Linked DNA regions of Mus musculus: region 2 is linked to region 1. A link is a contact called in public promoter capture Hi-C data. All regions are on one chromosome and are shown on one strand. The core of a region is the stretch at or near the end of the contact, and the rest is flanking DNA. Distances in the headings are between cores, read along the strand shown.

Evidence for each region. Promoter capture Hi-C pulls out the DNA fragments that hold promoters and counts their contacts.
Region 2: a contact with region 1 is called in a promoter capture Hi-C map of embryonic stem cells, with 2.7 times the contacts expected there. The contact joins the enhancer-like site here to the promoter of Ttc26 in region 1. A contact is called at or near these places in 11 of 39 promoter capture datasets (the 3T3-L1 cell line, 3T3-L1-derived adipocytes, the C10 cell line and 7 more), 1 of 15 datasets of contacts at CTCF or cohesin (CD8 T cells), 5 of 484 Hi-C or Micro-C datasets (the G1E-ER4 cell line, embryonic fibroblasts, embryonic stem cells and 2 more), 3 of 115 datasets of contacts at active chromatin or transcription factors (embryonic stem cells and large pre-B cells) and 3 of 9 other capture datasets (adipose tissue, liver and pancreatic islet).

Annotation. Positions count from the first base shown.
Region 1 is chr6:38,376,566-38,382,961 of GRCm38.p6, forward strand. It overlaps Ttc26 (tetratricopeptide repeat domain 26), which reads left to right and starts at 4,959. Exons shown (of 18, transcript NM_153600.2): 1 at 4,959-5,028; 2 at 5,511-5,648. The coding sequence starts at 5,026. It also overlaps the pseudogene Rpl30-ps1.
Region 2 is chr6:38,477,009-38,483,276 of GRCm38.p6, forward strand. Ubn2 (ubinuclein 2) reads left to right here. Exons shown (of 17, transcript NM_177185.4): 8 at 2,056-2,185; 9 at 4,796-4,914; 10 at 5,495-5,608; 11 at 6,111-6,254. Among named protein-coding and RNA genes, the nearest start is that of Mir7670, 27 kb to the right of the region's middle. Within about 2 kb of position 4,868, at least 38 of the 459 cell types and tissues checked have an H3K27ac peak or open chromatin away from gene starts, as enhancers often do. A contact at or near this core is called in embryonic stem cells, liver and pancreatic islet, where this site is marked.

The DNA of each region.
Region 1 (6,396 bases), core at 3,709-6,208:
AGGAGATTTCCTGTTTCTTTTTAAGGAAAATCAACCTTACCGAGAATTGTCCAAACTTATTATTTTCTGTGCTGGGGATCAAACTCCAGGCCTCACACATGTTCAGCACATGCTCTAATGGTGAGTTCAGCCTCCCCTCCCTTCCAGGCCCAATCAAAACTCTAACATTCGCCTTTCTCACTCCCCGGCCATCTTGGCGGCTGGTGTTGGTTGGGGGTTGTCCCGCACCTAAGGCAGGAAGATGGTGGCCGCAAAGAAGACGAAAAAGTCTCTGGAGTCAATCAACTCTAGGCTCCAACTTGTTATGAAAAGTGGGAAGTACGTGCTGGGCTACAAACAGACTCTGAAGATGATCAGACAAGGCAAAGCGAAGTTGGTTATCCTTGCCAACAACTGTCCAGCTTTGAGGAAATTTGAAATAGAGTACTATGCCATGTTGGCTAAAACTGGGGTCCATCACTACAGTGGCAATAATATTGAACTGGGCACAGCGTGTGGAAAATACTACAGAGTATGCACACTGGCTATCATTGACCCAGGTGATTCTGATATTATTAGAAGCATGCCAGAACAGACTGGTGAGAAGTAAACAAGAAAGTTTTCCTTTAATAAAACTTTGCCAGAACTCAAAAAAAAAAAAAACAAAAAAAAAAAAAAAAAAAAAAAACAAAACTCTAACATTCTCCCAGCAGCTCATAGCTCTGTTAAGAACTGAGACATAATTTCTGCCGCGGCTTCTGAGGACTACAGGCATGCATCAAGGTGAAACTGGAGAGATAGAGTTTCAAGAGCACCCTGTTGAAGAGCGGGAGAATGGCTCAGTGGTTAGGAGCACTTGCTGTTCTTGTAGAGGAGCAGGGTTTAGTTCCCAGCACACATATCAGGCAGCTCAAAACTGCCTTTAATCCCAGATCTAAGGAGTGCAACACCCTCTTCTGGCTTCTGTGGACACCTGCATAGATAAACACAGGCACACACACATACAATCAAAATAAATAATCTTTGAAAGAATACTGCCTTGAGGGACTGGAGAGATGGCTTAGTGGTTAAGAGCCCTGGCTGCTCTTCCAGAGGTCCTGAGTTCAATTCCCAGCAATCACACGGTGGCTCACAACTATCTGTAAGGGATTAATGCCTTCTTCTAGTATGTATGAGTTCACAGCTACATTGTACTCATATATATATATATATATATATATATATATATATATATATATATATATATATATAATCTAGAAAAAAGAGAGAATACCGCCTTGCAGAAACAATTTAGATTACCATTTAAACAATCAAAGTCTGATTTCATGGGATGCAGATTACATCTTACAGATATACTCGTACTGGCTTTAACTGGATACTGCAATGGTTTTGGGCAACGTTATCACAGCTCCTTAGAGACTACAGTTTTCTCCCAACCATAATAAAGCTGCAAGCCCTAACTTTGTCTTTCACCCCAGTAAAAGCTTTCCTGTGCTGATGTTGTCACGTTTTATAACACCAGGTGGGCTCCTTAGAGCTGTTGTTGTTTAAAATAACTTCTCCAGTACATTTAGGGCCATCTTCTGTCCATTATAATTACAACATGTCTCAAACAGCCTCTGCAAGGATGCAGAGACTTAAAGGAATACCACAACCTTTAGGAAATCAGGGATCATTTCAGCTGATTTAGTAAATTCAACAGGGTGGCATAGAGTGCTATCAGTAACACGGACTTTAGACCATAGTAAGGGAAGCCTCTGCTTTGGGTTCTACTGTCACTGTTTGCAAAACTCCTTAGACTCTACAGGGCTGAGTTCTTGTACTCCTTCCTTTATACCATGATGCTTAGAATACTGAATCTCTACCCATCCATTGTCTAGTCTGCATGCTTGAGTAGGGCTCTGCACTGGGTCTGAAAAACCCTAAAGGGTGAGAGTCTAACAAAGTCTAGGATAAATGGGTGCCTAGAGCTTGAATTTGTTGGTCCCTCGAGGGTTCACAGTGATGCACAAAGCCCTTTTAGAGCAGGTTACAGTTTGGGGTGAGAAGGGTTAAAGGCTGAGAATTGGGGTTAGATCTTTGTGCTCTGCCACACCCACCAAAGAATTCCAATATTTCTAAATTGGGGCCCAAACTTTTACATTTTGTTGTATTTGTCAGGTAGAATGATAAAACTTTTTTTAAAGAACTTTAATGTAGAAAGGCAGAGAGAAAGAGAGAAGGTAGATGAGGGCCGACCATGGCCACGTGGAGACGTGGAGAAAAGGCGGGAAGGGAGGGGATAAGAAGCATGATAAAACATTTTAGCTAATAATTTTGCTGGGTTGATTTTGAATTTTTCAGTATTTGGAGATCTGAAACATGGTTCTTCTTTGTATGGTTTTATTTCTATGAAATGTTCAGCATAGTCAAATAAACAGGGACAGAAAACAGATGCGTGGTTGACAGAGGCTAGAGGATGCAAAATGATGAATTCTGCTGTGCATTGTAGGGTTTCTTTGATTTTTTTTTTTTTTATAAGATCATTCTACTTTAGTGATTTTCTTTTTTTTTTTTTAAGATTTATTTATTTATTATATATAAGTACACTGTAGCTGTCCTCAGATACTCCAGAAGAGGGCATCGGATTTCATTACGGATGGTTGTGAGCCACCATGTGGTTGCTGGGATTTGAACTCGGGACCTTCGGGAGAGCAGTCGGTGCTCTTAACCACTGAGCCATCTCGCCAGCCCTTCTTTGATTTTTAAAAGAAAGATTTATTTATGTATATGAGTGCTTTACCTGCATGTACCCTGCATATCAGAATAGGGCATCAGATTACATTATAGATGGTTGTGAGCTACTGTATAGTTGCTGCGAATTGACCTCAGAATCTCTGGAAGAGCAGCCAGTGCTTTTAATGACAGAGCCATCTCTCCAGCACCATTGTAAGGTTTCTTCCTGGGATGATTTGGGATTTAAGACTGGTAAAGGGTACACTAAAGTCTACTGAGTTGTACTTTTAAAAGATTATTTTGTAATTATTTGACTATTTCAACTAAAGGATCTGTCATCTATATCACACCACAAAAAGTAGCTAAAATAAATCTTTTTGAAATTTTTATTGAAAGTAGGACCATTTCTGAGATTTGGAAACAAAGGAATTTTAAGTGGAGTGGAGTGCTTGTTGAATTGTGCCTCTCTAAAGTGGATATATTTGCCTCTGCATACCAATTTGTGTATATACAAGCGTGTATATATAAAGACAAAAGTCATTCACTCACCAACAGATTGCAAATGTGAGAAGAGATGCAAAGGCTGGAGAAGTCTATGCAACGCTTTTCATACATTTATAGTATATATAAGTACAAGTTGTTAAGATTTTAGGCCTTTAGTGGATCTGCTCTGAAAGTTTGACTGCATGCATGCCCTCTAAGGTCTCTTCTAGCTCCAACATTCCACAATTCCATCATTTGAAAATATTTTTTGCAGCCGGGCATGGTGGCGCACGCCTTTAATCCCAGCACTCGGGAGGCAGAGGCAGACAGATTTCTGAGTTCGAGGCCAGCCTGGTCTACAAAGTGAGTTCCAAGATAGCCAGGGCTATACAGAGAAACCCTGTCTCGAAAAACAAAGCAAAAAAAAAAAAATATATATATATATATGTGTGTGTGTGTATGTGTGTATATATATATATGTATGTGTATATATATATGTATATATTGCAACTAAATTAACGCTGCTCTGGAGTAAATACTCCATTCTTGCTTTAATTGTACACACATTTTTATAGTTTCTAATTGTGTATAGGTGTGTTGAAGAACCAGCCTGCTTCCATCCTAGACTTTAAAAGCCCATTTATAGCTGGGTGTGGTGGCACATGCCTTTAACATGAGCACTTGGGAGGCAGAGTCAGGCAGATCTCTGTGGGTTCCAGCCAGCCTGATCTACAAAGAGAGTTCCAGGATAGCCAGAGCTGTTACACAGGGAAATCCTATCTTGAAAAATAAAACAAAAAGCAAAGCAAAGCAAAAACAAAACAAACAGAAGTCACCTTATAGTAAAAACAAACTAGGTTCATTCCTGCTTATGATTAAATTTTTGTTTCTCAGATTGAGCTATGCCTCGCCTATAGCCTTAACTACAAATGGTTCTGTACTGACCGTTCCAAGAATGCCAAATCATGACATTGTTTCTAAAAGTTGTTTAGAACCATCTTGCAACTCTACCTTTGTTTCAAAAGGTTTTATAACTACCTTGTTATGGCTATCTGTTGTTATGCCCACCTTGCAACCATGACTGTTTCAGGAGGTAGTTAGGACTAACTTGTTATTGTTATATTCTGCTCTTATAACACCTCTCCCTCCTATTTTCCCCATTTCACCCCCGCAACCCCCATGATCTATAAAAACCTTGTCTTCCTCACATCCAATGCTGATCTCTCCAAACTGGCCTTAGAGAGAAGCAGTCCGTGTACACGAATAAAAAAGCTTGCTTTAATTAATTTGGTCATGATGATTTGGGGTGGTGGTCTTTCTCCTCCCATCTTTGGGATTAACATTGTCTCGAGGAAATATTTTGGTATCACTTCTGCCTCCAAACTATCCTTTGCTTCAGCAGGTACCAGCAGAAACGAGCAGAAAACAGAGACAATGTACGAGACAAGCGGAGCTGTTGTCGTCCTCACCCCAGGCAAAACGGAAGTGGTCCTTGAAAATTACCTTCCCAAGAAACTTGCTTTTGAAATATACTTCCTAGTTGTAATAGTACTTCTAAATCGCCTTTTCTTAAACTGCTTTCCTAAGTAGAGACACAGCCCCATTTTCATCCTCAGCACAAACAACAAGGATTAACTCCCTTGAGAGAAGCACCTACTCTTCCAGCTGCGGAAACACACGGAACCAAGAAGCTTAGGACATTGGTTTTGGGACGAGCCCTTTCTCAGAAGGACCAGCCTCCCGGCGGCGTTGCCGTGGAAACGGAGCTCGCTGTGTGGATGTGGCAACTCGCCGAAGCACAGCCTTTGCAGACTATCTGCAGCGGGGGCTCACAGGACCGACGCCAAGATGGTTAGTGGCTCTGAATAGTAAGGGTGGGGGATTTTGAATAGGTTTGTACCTGGGTTTAGAGTTCTCAACGCACTGTTGGATAGAATCTAGGTGCGTCTCTAGAGGGCGATCCCTTTATCCCTCCAGTGTTTCCACCGGGAATAGGGAGGGATGCGAAGAAATCTATGTACCTCGATGCTCTCTTCCCTCCTGCTTCTTCATTTCCCGATACTAGACTGTGAACTGGAAAAAAGAATCTTGGAAGACCTAGGTAGTAGAAGCTGCGTGAGTGTTTGTTTGTCTCTTATGGATAAAGTTGTTGGAAGTAGCTATTCGGTTCCCCTTCAGTAGTAGGTAATGGTCCTTTTACTAAAATGCACAATAAAAAAAGAATCTGAATAGACTTCCTAGGGTCTGATGGTAAGGGTAGATCTGACTGAGAGCTGTTACCCTCAGTTTAAAAATGACTTTTGATAGAACAGTCTTTGCTATTTGTTTTACAGATGCTTTCAAGGGCCAAACCCGCTGTGGGCGGGGAGTCACCGCACACTGACAAAAGAAAGAAGAAAGGGAGGAAGATTCCAAAACTAGAGGATCTACTTTCGCAGAGAGATTTCACTGGCGCCATTACCCTATTGGAGGTAATGTCCAAAGAAGGTTTACTTCTCAGTCTGGTGGATGGTGGGTTGAATGCTGGTTACTATGCTATTGGGACGGGTGGGTACATTATGGGTAATCCAAACAAACATAGCCAGATGCATATTCCAGATTCCAAGTTAACTATAAACCTGATGAAATACAAAACATTTTGGACTGGAGAGATGGCTCGACATTTAAAAGTATCGGCTGCTTTTCCAGAGGACCTTAATTCCCAGTACTCACGTGCCTGCTCACAGCCATTAGTAACTAAATGTTAGGAGATTCAAGGCCTTCTGGCTTCCTTCAACAAAACATATGGTATGTAGACATACATGAAGACAAAACACTTGTACACATAAAATTATTAATTTTTAGTTCCACAAATGGTGAATACAGTATTACATTTAACAGTGTCAATTCACACATTATTTACCATAAATCCTGAGTGATTTGTAACTTCTTCCTATTTACATTTTGGTTAAAAAAAATAAGTGATTTTTACTATTTACAATTTAAAACTATTGTAAACCCATAAAACATTTCAACTCTGTATGTCAGGGTCATTTTTTTAAACCAATGCTAGGTGCAAATCTCACTTTTTTAAAGATTTATTTATTTATTTATTTATTTAATGAAAGTACACTGTAGCTGTCTTCAGACACTCCAGAAGAGGGCACCAGATCTTGTTACAGATGGTTGTGAGCCACCATGTGGTTGCTGGGATTTGAACTCAGGACCTTCGGAAGAGCA
Region 2 (6,268 bases), core at 3,618-6,117, 100 kb after region 1:
AAATAAATCTTTTTAAAAAAAGAAGAAGAAGAAGAAGAGGAGGAGGCAAAGAGACCATGTATAGACTAAGTTAATTTTTTTTAGCCTGAATAAACTTTAAGTAAGGAAAGACATTCTATAGGCTCTTTGCTGTTGACTGCTTAGGTTATTGTCCTGCTACATCATAGGATAGGGATATCTCAGGGCACCTCTGGGAGCCCTGTTATATCTCTTAACAGAGAAGAAACAGGGCACAATCATAATCTGGACAAGACAAGACCAAACTTTAGCAATGTAAATAACTCAGAGCTTAATATCCAGGATTCATTTGTGGTCCTTTGGGTTCCTCTAAAGGGCCCAAGGCACCTCTCTGGCTCCACCCTTGACAGCATCCTATATAGCCTTCCCCCTGGGCTCCAGTTGGCTTCATTTCATTATGGCTGCTGCTCTTGATGGTCAACATATGGCACTGGCATTTCCATATTTGCTCAGGTCCCTCACTGCAGTTGGGCCACATTTTCCTCAATAGTGTTTCCCAGACTCCAGGAATTCCAATCCTGCTGTATAGTGCCAAGGTTTAGCTGCTCTCCATGACCCTTTCATGCCTTTTAAAACTAGTACCATCTTGTTGACTCTTCTTACATTACAAAGTTTGGTTGCTAACACAAGATAGGTTTTTGGATATAAATGCATGGAGGTGCAGCTTTAATATTTTATTAGTAAGTATTCTTTAGTCTGGATAGAGGTGACTAAACTGTAGTTGGACAATTATAGGAACTAACTTGGTGTTGGGCTAGTCCCTGGGCATTGGTTTCTACCCATACCCTTGAATCTTTGTTGTATAGACGAACCATATCTTTTGATTGGGGACAGGACTTTCAGGTAGAAGATATTCTTCTGACATCAGGTACCCTTACTGTCCCAGAAAGGATCCCAGCAGACCGGTACCAGATGTCATAGCAGGAGATGCCTTACTTACCAATACTGATAGAGGTCTCCTCAGACAGATGCTTGCCAATTTCTTTTTGAGTGGCAGTTCTAAGAATCTGCCGTTTGGTATGTCTTGGGGCCTTGAATTATCTTCAAGGTCCACACCTCCTGAGGCAGCAGTCTGCTCTGAATTTGAATTGGAGTCTTGATCTCTCTGGGGCCTCCAGAAGTTATTAAACCCAGCTAATAAGAGTAAAGGCCACTGAACCAAAATTTTTGGGCATTAAGCAAGCTTTATTTTCTGTCAGACAGGCTGTCTCCCTAAAGTGGGGTTTGAGAAAATGGTATTGAACATAGGAGAAAGTAGGGGTAGTATAGCTCAAAACTACAAGAGTGGGGTTTCCAAGGGTTGTGTTACCTAGGAACTCGGCAGAGCAGCTCATCAGGGTAGAGCTGAAGGCATAACAATACGTCAGATTCCAGAGAATGGGTCAAGACATGGTCAGATTTAAGTTACACAGAAAACTGGAAGGAATTTATCTTGACCTTGTAACAAGATGGCTTCTAATCTTAAGATTGCATCAGGCTGCTCCATCAAAATAAAATAGCTACTAGGCAAAATGCAGATTTAACAGTTCTCTGCTCCAAAAAAAGGAAGCGTGACCAATCATTTACACTAAATTGAATAAACTGTTAACTACACAACTGTGTCACAGTTACGATAGGGAAACAAAAGTGAAGAAATAGCATGGACATATAGCTGGGTGCTAGGAGCTTTGCCTTTCAGATACCTTCAGGGAAAGTACTGTATGGAGTGTGGGAATGCGGGTTTGGAAACATCTACCTTTTTTTTGCTTCTTTTTTCCTTCCTTTCTTCTTCCTTTCTTCCATTGATTGATTGATTGATTGATTGATTGATTGATTTTCAAAAGAGGGTTTCCCTGTGTAGTCCTGGCACTTGCTTTGTAGACTAGGTTGGCCTTGAACTCAGTGACCTGCCTGCCTCTGCCTCCCTACTGCTAGGACTAAAGGTATGTGCCACCACCACCTGGCTCCTTTATAGCTTATATGCTGCTATGTAAAAGGGATTCTGTGTTGTTTACTTTTGTGTGCTTTTTGTTTTGTTTGTTTGTTTGTTTTGGTCAGCATCGAGTTACAGCTACAAGAACTAGGTCCTGTCATTCGTAGTGGTGTCTACTCCCATCTTGAAGCATTTGTGCCATGCAATAAGGAAACACTGGTAAAACGTCTAAAGAAGTTACACCTTAATGTTCAGGTAAGTGGAAGAGTAATTTCTACATCTTGGGTTTTGTAACCAATAAGCAAAAAGATGTTTGCTCAGAGTCTTTGCACATACTTTATAGTTCTATCTTTAATAAACATGGGATGTTACAAAAGGTTTTGAGAGCCCCTTCTTTAGGGATGGCAAGATGAGAGTTGAGAAATTATAGTTCTTTCTTGTTCAAAGCAAGTTAATGAATAAAGAAATTGTATTACTATCTCATATCTTGTGTTTTTGCTGGCAACTTCAGACATTGGCAGTTAGAGCCAAAATTCAAATGACAAAAATGAGTAACTGATAAAATAGAACTAGAAGTAGAAACATTTTTTAGTTTTTGTTTTTTGAAATGGTCTCACTACAAAGCTTTGGCTAGCCTGGAACTCACTCAAGACAACAGGCTGACCTTGAAGTCACAGAGACCCAGCAGCAGTGCTGGGATTGAAGCTATGCACCACCATACCCAGCCCTGAGAAACACCATTTGCATAGTATAAGATACTTTATTTTCCTTTTTGCAAAGGACATAAGACCTAAACTAGCCCAGGGTTTACATTTGGTTGCTGGGACTTTAGGCCTTCACCATTTTGCTTGTTTTTGTTAGTGTGTATTTTTATCTCCTGTATGAATATTCTACCTGTAGTAAATTGGTGTACCATGAATGTTCATAGTGCCCACAGAGGGCAGAAAGTGTTGGCTTCCCTGAAATTGGAAGCCAAGGTTGTTGCTAGCTACCATGTGGGTTAGGGGAGCAGACTCTGGGTCTATCTGGGTCTATGTGTCTTTCTTTTCTTTTCTTGAGATAGGGTCTTCCTATGTAACTCAGGCTGGTCTAGCGCTGGCTATATAAATCAGACTGGGTTAAAATCATGTACAACCATGACTGGCCTCACCTCACCTGGTTTTATGCTTTTCTAAGAATCAAAACTACGGCTTAATGCATGTTAGGCAGACCTTCAATCTGACCTACATCCTCAGCCCCAGATTATAAAATATTCTGGCCAGCTGTAGTGGTACCACCAGCACCAGCTTTAATGCTGCATTCACATACCAGCATTCTGGAGGAAGAGGTCAACCTATTCTACATAATGACTTTCAGGACAACCAGAGCTACATAGTAAAACCCCATCATAAAAACAGCAAGAAAAAGAAACAAAAAACACAAACAAAATATTTTCAGAGAAACATTTGAAATTTGGTATTTGAAGTTATTTAATATTCCATTGGATATGGGAAAAAGACACCATCTATCTTGTTCTTGTTGCTATTTATATAAGCTTTTTCATACCACTTCTATCCATAAACATTGTATTGCAAGCTTTACATTGTTCGAGCTTCATATAAATAGAAACAACTTGTTTTCTGTAACTTGCTTTCTAGCACTGTGCTATGCTTCAGTTGTAAGTCTACATCTAAAACTATTGCTACTGATGTGTATAAACTTCTCTATTATATTAATAGATCTCATTTAGCTTCTGTTTTCTGTTTATGGATATTTGATATTTTCCAGAGAGGTTGTCTTAGTTATATAATTCTTCAAGAAACCTTGATAGTAAAGGATGAGATTTTTTTAAAAAATGATATATTATTCCAGATACCATTATATGCTTAGTTTATTAATTGATATCATAGAATAGTTAACATGATTTCTAGTCATTTTCATGTTCTAAATATATCTTTTATCAAAAATTATAATGTTTTGTTGTTTTAGGACTTGGGGTGCAACTCAGAGGTAAAGATTCACTTACTTAGTATGCCTGAGTCTCTGAGTTCAGTCCTCATTATAAAAAAGCAAAGAAAATCAGTGAAGAAACATTTAAGATATTTCTGGGCCTATGACAATAATAAAGGTTTTAAGCACTAAGTATATGTTATTTGCAAGATGAAAATGCTATTGGCTGATGTAAGGTGTCAGATATAAAATTCTTTCTTTCTGTGCTAAACCCATATGGAGAAGAGTTTCTGTTTCTTTCATTTGGCCTTGAATTTGAGTTTTGCTTGCAGCATAACTTAAAAATGCTAACAGCAGCTGGGACAGCAGGATGTCCACATCGGTAGTCACCAGTTTTGTAGTGTAGTATTTCAGAGTAGTGTCTTCTTTGGGTCTCTCTTCTAGCTAGGAGTTAAACAGTAGTCTGGGCAATGTCTCTCCCATTCTCTAGTTTATTTGCATTACAATTAATTTGTAAAACTTATTGACCAAGCCTTGGGCTCATGATTAAGAATGTAAAGTAGCAGGCAAAAACTGGGACTCTGCTTGGTGAGATACAATCATCCTAGTTTTGCCTCCAATGTGCCTTTTTGGTTTTTTGAGACAGGGTTTCTCTGTGTAGCCCTGGCTGTCCTGGAACTCACTCTGTATACCAGGCTCACCTCGAACTCAGAAATCTGTCTGCCTCTGCCTCCCAAGTGCTGGGATTAAAGGCGTGCCCCACCACTGCCCAATGTGCCTTTTGACAAATCAGTGCTGTTGGAGAAAATAGCTGTGTTAGATAATCTTTTCAGGTCTCTAATCAGTATGTGAAATGTGATTTTACTATTGAAGTCTGCTTATACAGTAAGTTTTGTTAGGATGTTTGTAAAAGTTCCAAATGTATCCCCTTCCTAGGATGATCGTTTAAGAGAACCTCTACAGAAGCTGAAGCTGGCAGTTAGCAACGTCATGCCTGAACAGCTGTTTAAATACCAGGAGGACTGCCAGGCTCGCAGTCAAGCCAAATGTGCCAAGTATGTACCTCTCCTTTGAGCTGGCTTTACAAAAAACACTTTAGCTCATGTTCTTAAGTAGTCCTCACCCTTGTGAAACCATGTATGTCACTGAAATGATGTGTTGATTTTTTTTCCTAATTGTCACTCCCCACTCAACTGCTTTGCTGTCAGAAGCACAGGGCTTTATCTGGTTAATATCCATATTAACAAAACAAGAACCCAGCCAAGCGTGATGGGACATGCTTGTAATAGCAATTAGGAAGTTTCAGCAGGGTGATTCAGGTTCCAGACTAGCCTGCACTTCATACTGAAATGCTATCTCAGGCACTGATACTGGTTAGGCATTACATGCTGACTAATCTGACTAAGCTGGGGCTAGACAGAGATAGCTTTTGACCTAAAGGATGAGCATTTGTACCTCCGTATTGTAGGTCAGAGGCTTGTTTACTCAGCCACTTTATGCTGTTCAGAATTCACCATATTGTGTAGAAATAGTTTCTTGTTTGTTCTGTTTTGAGTAAACATTTGGCTGAACAACTCTAAGTATTGTGAACTCTGGGTGAAAACTTTGCTTTATAAAGTGTTTTTCAATTTTCAGGTTGCAAGCAGATGAAGAACGGGAAAAAAATGGATCCGATGATGATGACGATGAGAAACCAGGGAAGCGAGTCATCGGCCCACGAAAGAAATTCCACTGGGATGACACCATCAGGTGAGCTCTGTCAGTTGTCACTTAGACAAGGGTAGAGTGAGAAGAATCCACAGCACAAGGGGACTAGACTGGAAGCAGTCAAAGACTAGTTAGTGTGTAAGAAAACAAACTCATGGATATTAATCTGATGCAGTCACTTCAGGGTGTTAGGGCTCAGTTTCTATATAACACATTCAGTCAGCTCTTGAGGGGAGTGGAGCCATTCTAGTTGCAGAGGACAAGCATGTAATAAATATACTTGTGTGAACTGCTTGCTGTACCCCAGGAAAACAACTATTCCTTTCAGTCATTACTTAAAGAAAGGTACTAGAGGCCATTGTTTACTGGTAGGGGTGTGACTGTGTGCAATGAATGGTTAATGTTTATTATTTCTCTTATCATTGTCTGAATTCTTTATTGTCACCAGATGTGTGTGCTTCAAAAATACCTGTTTTGAGTTTTATTTTCTTTAGTTTCACAATTCAGATTTCTGTATCAATATATATTTTTTTAATCTATTTAGAACTTTGTTATGTAACCTTGTTGAGATCAAATTGGGATGCTATGAATTAGAGCCAAATAAAAGCCAGTCTGCTGAGGATTATCTTAAATCCTTCATGGAGACGGAGGTGAAGCCACTGTGGCCTAAGGGCTGGATGCAGGCAAGGTAAGACATGTGCT